Linked DNA regions of Triticum aestivum: region 1 is linked to region 2. A link is a contact called in public Hi-C data. All regions are on one chromosome and are shown on one strand. The core of a region is the stretch at or near the end of the contact, and the rest is flanking DNA. Distances in the headings are between cores, read along the strand shown.

Evidence for each region. A called contact is a pair of places that touch in the nucleus more often than the background predicts.
Region 1: a contact with region 2 is called in a Hi-C map of leaf, with 4 times the contacts expected there. The contact joins the promoter of LOC123120546 here to the promoter of LOC123120542 in region 2. A contact is called at or near these places in 2 of 5 Hi-C or Micro-C datasets (both in leaf).

Annotation. Positions count from the first base shown.
Region 1 is chr5D:253,227,133-253,230,639 of IWGSC CS RefSeq v2.1, reverse strand. LOC123120546 (glucan endo-1,3-beta-glucosidase 4) reads right to left here and starts at 2,176. Exons shown (of 5, transcript XM_044540555.1): 1 at 1,773-2,176; 2 at 973-1,100; 3 at 1-739. The coding sequence starts at 1,054.
Region 2 is chr5D:252,880,187-252,883,760 of IWGSC CS RefSeq v2.1, reverse strand. It overlaps LOC123120542 (calcium-dependent mitochondrial ATP-magnesium/phosphate carrier protein 1), which reads right to left and starts at 1,821. Exons shown (of 7, transcript XM_044540551.1): 1 at 752-1,821. The coding sequence starts at 1,565. LOC123120543 (phosphoinositide phospholipase C 6) reads right to left here. Exons shown (of 9, transcript XM_044540552.1): 7 at 3,292-3,444; 8 at 3,108-3,194; 9 at 2,432-3,012. The coding sequence ends at 2,719.

The sequences.
Region 1 (3,507 bases), core at 927-3,426, 350 kb before region 2:
CAACCAGAAGCTGTGACCATAACAGGAATATCGGTGAAATTCATTGCTTTCATTGAGTTGTATGTGGCATCAACCATAGCATCAAACATATTGGTATAGAACAAATTGGTGTTCGGATCTGCAATCTGACTGTTGGGATTGAGTGATCGAAACAGGGCATACTCTAAAGGGAATACACCTTGCCCTTTCACATAGCCATAGTACGGTTGGGCATTCAGCATGAAGGAAGATCCTGTCTTCTTCAGAAATCCAAGATACTGTAACATTATTGAGCTCCATGTCGAGTTGAAAGTGGCAGTAGAGGGAGGAAATGCCTTAGAGATCATATCCATTGAATGAGGACTTGATAGTTTCACCTGGGTATTGAGGTTTGCAGCCAACAGTGCTGATTGGAGGAATTGCAATGCAGGTACTAGAACAAGAGCTGCATTTGGGACAGTAGTAAGAATCTCATCACCCACGGCAATATACGTGATGTTTGTTGCTGGAATGTAGGCAGCAACATTCTTGTTAATCCAATCAGCAGCTGTCGGACGAGATTGCCCCACACGGAGCAGCTCATTATTTGGCACACCAACCATCACTTCAATTCCAGTATTCGCAAGGGCGACTAGCATCTCATGGTTTGAATCAACCAAGCGAACATGTTGAATCTTCTTGGCTTTAAGGATGGAGACTATGTCTGATGCTGATGGCAGGTCTGACACGTTAGTGCCAATGTTGATACCAACAAATGCTCCTACATAGAACAGAAAACAGTAACAAATTTATGTGAAGGAAAATATGATACAAAAAAGGATGTATGATTGTATGCATTATCTTCTATTTTCTTCAGTTCAGAACAAAAAATATGTTTTCCTCAAACTAGGCACTGGCACACTGGGAAATCAGATTGCATTAACACAATGAAGTATACTAACCATGTTCAAAGCACTCATGTAATTTAAAATAACATCCATGTGTTAAGAGTACCTGAAGCATTGTAAACCATGAGCATCAACAGCATCAGCACGACCTCTAGTCTGTTGGGCGACATATTGTTGCGCCCAAGCATCTGATCAGTTATAATCCAGGAGCTTCTTACAAACTCCTGATCAAACCTGAAATATCAACACCTCATGCATTATTTCAGTCACTCAACAAGAACATAAACAGCTAATGTTACCAACAAAAATAACTCCTGAAATGCGAATGTATATTGGGGAAGCATTAATGATGTGAAATGGTAGCAATGCTTTCACATCTGTATAAACTGGATTGGTTAGGATGTGATAAGCTGCTCTCGCACCTTAGCTGGAAAAAGGAACTGAATCGATCCATCGCTGGATGGATTGGACTAGTGGGCGCAAGGAAGCAAACAAATCGGTGCGAAAGAGTGACGTTTTGGCTTCAATTGCTCGCTCCCTGCGGCAAAGAAAGAATCCCAGAGGCGAGCTAAAGGGAGAAGAGGGGGAATTTTGGGGGTGAATCAGGAGAAGACGAACAGACTAGAGGAGGAACAAGCAACAAAGGAGCAGAAAAGAACACAGAGCTCCGAGAAACGCAACAAGTGGCGGCATCACAACCGCAAGAACAGGACGGCAACAAGGGGAGGCAACAAACCACCTTCTGTCCCCGGCCTTGGAGCTGGGCGTATTCTGCTGTGAGCTGCGAAAAACAGGGTTCGAGTGGGAGCTGCATGTGCCGCAGATCCAACTTCGGCTCAAGCTTACCGGAGGCGAGGCACGGAGGCACTGCTCAGCGGGGCGAGGAGGAGGAGGAGGGGGGTTAACCTGGTCGACGGAGGTGGAAGACGACCGCCGGGCCGTCGCCGACGGCGGAGGGGGCGGGAGCTTCAGGCGGGGTGGAGCTCGGACCAAGGAGAAGGACAGCCGAGCCGTCGGCCGTCGCCGGAGGGCAGAGGGACTTGGAGGCACAGCGCTCGGGGGAGCTTCACCGGAGGGAGGCGGAGGCGCCGCTGTCGGTCGCTAGGCGGCGGAGGAGATCGGGAGGCGTCGCGCCGTCGAGGCCCCGGTAACAATCTCGCTCCCTCTACCACCCTGCCATTTTCCGCCCCCGCGTGACACTTGTTCTCGAGATAGAAGCTCTGCAAATCATTACTCCCAGCCCATGCCCGTCCGTCGCACCATATGCAAGTTCGTCCTCACCGCAGAGAGACTAGGCCGACTTACGGCCGTGTTTACACTGTTTTTTTTTTTTTTGAGACAACCGTGTTTACACTAGTGTGTGCACTGGCATCCAGCTTTTGCTTTTGGGTAATAGAGAAAGGACTCATGCGTGCCCTGCACATGTCACTTTGCCAGGTGGATCTATGGGTGGCCAACGGGCTGGCCCGGGCACGACACGCGCCTAAGCGGGCCTGACCCGCATGATCCGTGGCGGCCCGTGTTGTGCCGGCACGTTGGCTTCACCTCGGCAAACGAGGACGGACACATGGTAAATGGGCCAGCTCGCGTAATTTTCGGTCTTTTGGGCTGTTTTGGGCCATTCATGCTCTTTTGTCCCAATAACTTGATAAAAAATCTCAAAAAATGATCGTGCTGGCCTGTGGGCCTCACCTCGGTGGATGAGCACGACACATGGCGTGCCACGGGCCATGACAATAATCACTTCTCAGTTATGGAAGTATGGTCTTTCATAACAGAAAATGCGTGAATCATGAAAGTGCTTCGTCAAGGGTATCCAACATGTGGCAGTCACCGCAACGAGTCACCGTTAAGTTAACCGTAGGGTTTTGGATCTGATACCATTAACTACGTGGCAAACTGACGATCCTCCACGTGTCAGCCTCCTATTAGACGATGGAGCTACTCATTGGTTGTTCATTGGAAGAAGTGTCGCACGAACAATGGGCAACGTGAGCCTATGAAGTAAGGACTGGTTGCACGACGCAATACAAGCTCATTAGTTAACAAAAAGCCAACCTAGTCAAAGGCCCATGGGCCTTGGTCCAAACTTCGCAAATATGGCCCATGCTAGGCCCCTTGATGGCATACTGGGTAAATGCTTCCATGTTTCTCATCCGATCTACTCTGACTAGCGTAACCTATTGAGGGATCTGCCAAAAAATACTCCCACGCGGGGCTAGGCTAGTCGATAGACACATTTCTCAACTCTTTTGTATACCTATGATCATTACAATTCCTTGTACTATGTGTATCCCATACAATCAATACAAAAAGAGCGGGAGTAGGATTTAACCTCTATCACGAGGGCCCTAAAACTAGGTAAATTGACTCTTTGTTTTCCCTTTGGACTTTCCGACTCATTCTGGCATCCTGTGGAGGGTTTGCCGGAATCTACACTAACATAGAGCCTCCGTCGACTATCAATGTGAAAACACTGACAAATAGGGGGATATGAGTTTCTCAAAAGAACGAAAAAAGAAGATAAAAATATTGTTAAAAACGATATTTCCTATAGCTTAGAAAGCTAGCGATTAACAAAGCTTTTGAACCAATGTATGAAGTGTAAGACAATATAAACTGGTCAACTAAAGATGAACGA
Region 2 (3,574 bases), core at 572-3,071:
GCAGCAACAATAGGTGCACAGTAGAACTTAGGTGAAACATGGCCAGAGTTACCGCTATTCATTTAGAAAAGAATAACAAATGAACGTTCTCACTAGTAAGATTTCAGCAGCATTACTTTTCTAAAAGATTTCAGCAATATGTGACAGCATCAAACCAATCTCTGGAGCTCTAGATGTATTGACATAGATGATACAATACCCTCTCAACCATTAGATTACCCTGGACCTGGAGAAGTCTTGCTCTAAAGGATTGTAGTGCATAGTCCAAGTAGCGTTTATTAAAATGGTAAAGCAATATGATGGAACTATCACCTTCGCCGGTGTTCAACGAGGGCGCAAGTAACGCTCACAGGCCTAAAAGACACTTTTCTACGTAATACGCGAGTAAAGCTCACTACACTATTAGCACAGATCCTCAATCTGCATCTTGGAAGGTCATCTATGTGAATAAGACAATTATGCAGTTCAGGCTGATAGAAATAAACAATGTATTACCAGACGTTTTTGTAGGCTAAACTAGCCTACAAAAACGTTTTATATTTTGATACAGAGGTATAGTAGTACATTTCAACAGTTATCCTACAGCAGTTTCATTCGGCAATTCTCTGTTTGGCACCCTATAGATAACATATTTCTTTATTTGACAAGAAACATGATAAGCTTCTGACAAATGCAAATCATCAGCCTATACACGAAATAAGCAAAGTATAATGCGAGGAATTCCTCGTGTTGGAAAACGGCGCTACTATACCTTCGATTTCTGCATACCGGAAGAAGTCTTGCACGGAGAAAAGCTTCTTCTTGTCTGGATGGCTATCCACTGAAGTCGACAATCTGCCAACCAGCTGTGGAACCGACTCAATCAGCTCCGTCAGTGAAACCGTGGACAGAGTTGACCGCAGCCGCTCCACATTCGACAATGGGATGTTGAGCAACCGGCCGGCAAACTTCTGCGGTGGCTGTGCAGCATCACCACCACTGTCAGCCCCTTCCCTCTCCCCGATTACACCGTCCTGGCCAGCAGCCGGTGGCGCCGAGGCCTGGGAGTCATCGGCGAAGCTCGCCGCCGGCGCCCCCAGCCTGGCGAACCCCAGGTTGGAGAGGAACCCGTCGAAATCAGCCTTCTTACCAACGATGACCTTCCTGACGACCTGAAACTGGTCGATTTGCAGGGCGGCGCTGCCGAACTCCTCGCCCTTCTGCCTGCACGCGCCCTCCAGCGCCTGCAGGTTGTGCGCCAGGGCGTCGAACGCAATGCAGAGCAGGAGCTCCAGCTGCTGCTGCGGCAGCGGCTGCCTTTTCCCGGCGTCGAGGAGCGGCGGCGTGGCCTGTTTGGTCCGGCCTCGCCTGGGCTTGTTGTGGTCGTTGCCGAAGCATCTCGAGAATGACCGGAGGGGCTTGTGGAGGAAGTTGGTGAGGACGACGTGGAGGTGGAGGAGGCAGTCAGGCTGGCGCTGCTCCTGCTGATGCTGCTGCTTGGAATCGGATCCGGGGAGGTGGAGGTGGGCGAGAGCGCCGCGGGCGGCGGCGAGGAAGGAGTCGAGGGGGTGCTGGTCGGACGCCATCGTGACGGGGCGGGCGGCGGCGGCAGCACTAGGTGGCGCGGTGGATCCCGGCGAGCGGCCGCATGTGTGGTCAGCCGGAGGCGGGCCTCTGTCGCCCGCGGAGGTGGACGAATGGCGGTCCCCCTCTGTTCCCTTCCGGCGAGCTGCGGCGGAGGAGATGAACGGCCTGAGCTTGCGTTGTTTGTTTCGATGAGGGGAGGAGAGGAGGGGAGGGGTGGCCGGGAGGAGGAGGGGGACACGGGAGGTGGAGAAGCGGCGAGCCGCGAGCAGGAACCCAAAACGACAGGGAAGGGGAAAAAAGCTTTTTTTAAGAGAGAAAAATTCCAGTTTTTCTCTCCATTTTGGGCCTATTTCTGCTGCCCAGCTTTATTCGTGCTGCTGGTGCTCGTGTGGCCATTGGCCACTCTGAATTGTGTGTGATGCCGTTGCCACAGCCGCTGCACATCTCCTCTCATGTTTTTTTTTTTGACATGGTACAATAATTACCGCGCATGGCAGATACTCCCTCCCTATCAAAATAGAAAACGCCTATTTTGATATGATATGGAAGGAGTAACCTTTTATTTTATTTTTGAGGATCGTATGAAAGATAACTATTCCATGCACACAACCAGTGATCTTGTTCGATCTTGAGGAGGATTCTGCAGCAATATGCACATGTCATTTCCCATGCCACCAATGAATGGAAAGGAAAGGAAAAGGATAGCCAAGATCCAACTGCTCCTCCTGTTCAGCGGGCCCCGGCCTTGGTTCTATCAGCAAAAATGGATAAGACTGACGATAACAGCAGCATCCCACGTGTAACATCCGAGATCGGCCACCCCAACCAACTAACTTTTCCCAAACCAAACCATGCCAGAGTAGAGTTCATCGGCAGTCCCAGAATGAAACATTTATTCCTGTCACAAAAATCTTACTCACCCCACCCCACCCCAGTATATACTGCACTGCACTTTTCCTCCCCACTGTAGCAGTAACTAGCACAGCAGACAACAGTTTAACACAACTCCCTGACTTACTACAGTACTACACAAGAACATTAACATTATTATTATTTTATATTCCGACAATACGGCTACTCCTACCACCACATAATATAGCACCAGACTGACTGAACCACAACCAGCCCCCCTCCACAATGCTGACCGTTTGGCTAGATGAGCTCGAAGCGCATAAGGAGCCTGACGGACTTGTACCTGTTGCCCTTGCGGTCATGGAGGGGCACGGCGCGGATCCCCTGCTTCAGCTCCATCACCGGCAGGCACGTCTGCCCCCCGAAGTCGTGCTTCTCCGACATGTCGTACTCCTGGACCTCCACCCTCAGCAGGGCCAGCTCAGGGACCGTCAGCGGGAACGTGAACTCCTCGTCCCACACCGGCACCCACTGGTCCTCGATCGTCCGGGTCTTCTTCATCACGCAGTCCGCCCGCACCCCCGCGATCCCCACCTGTTTTATTCAACATTGCCAACCATATACATTCTCAACAAAAAGTTGCCACTCCAGTTGAGCTTTTTCACCGCAGGAGATCATGAGACACGTACCCTGGCGTAGAAATCGGGCGGAGAAAAGGCGTCGAAATGAGTCTTACTGAAGTCCATGCGCCACCCGTCCCCCATATACACTTTCACCTGCGTAGGCATTACAAAATGTGTTAGTTTTCACAGAAATATGTACATGTGGGTGGACACCTTAAGAGTTTTCAGCAATACGTATATGTGGGTGGACCTTAAGGGTTTTCTTCACCGGCAGGCTCGCTTTGGGATCAAACACTTCACCATTTGGGCCTGTCTTTAGCAAGAAGTCGGGCTTTTTAACGTATCCGCAGCCACCGTTGGCTCTGAAAAATCCTTGCATTAATCTTAGCGATTTGTCATGCCCCTGAAATTTCAAAGGCCAGTCAAAAAAGAGGAAGAAAGCTGAATGATCAAGTGTTGCTAACTATTATAAGTACATGACAGCTACTGATGCAATTGCAGCAATTCAGATTCAGAGTGTGTCCAAACAGCTT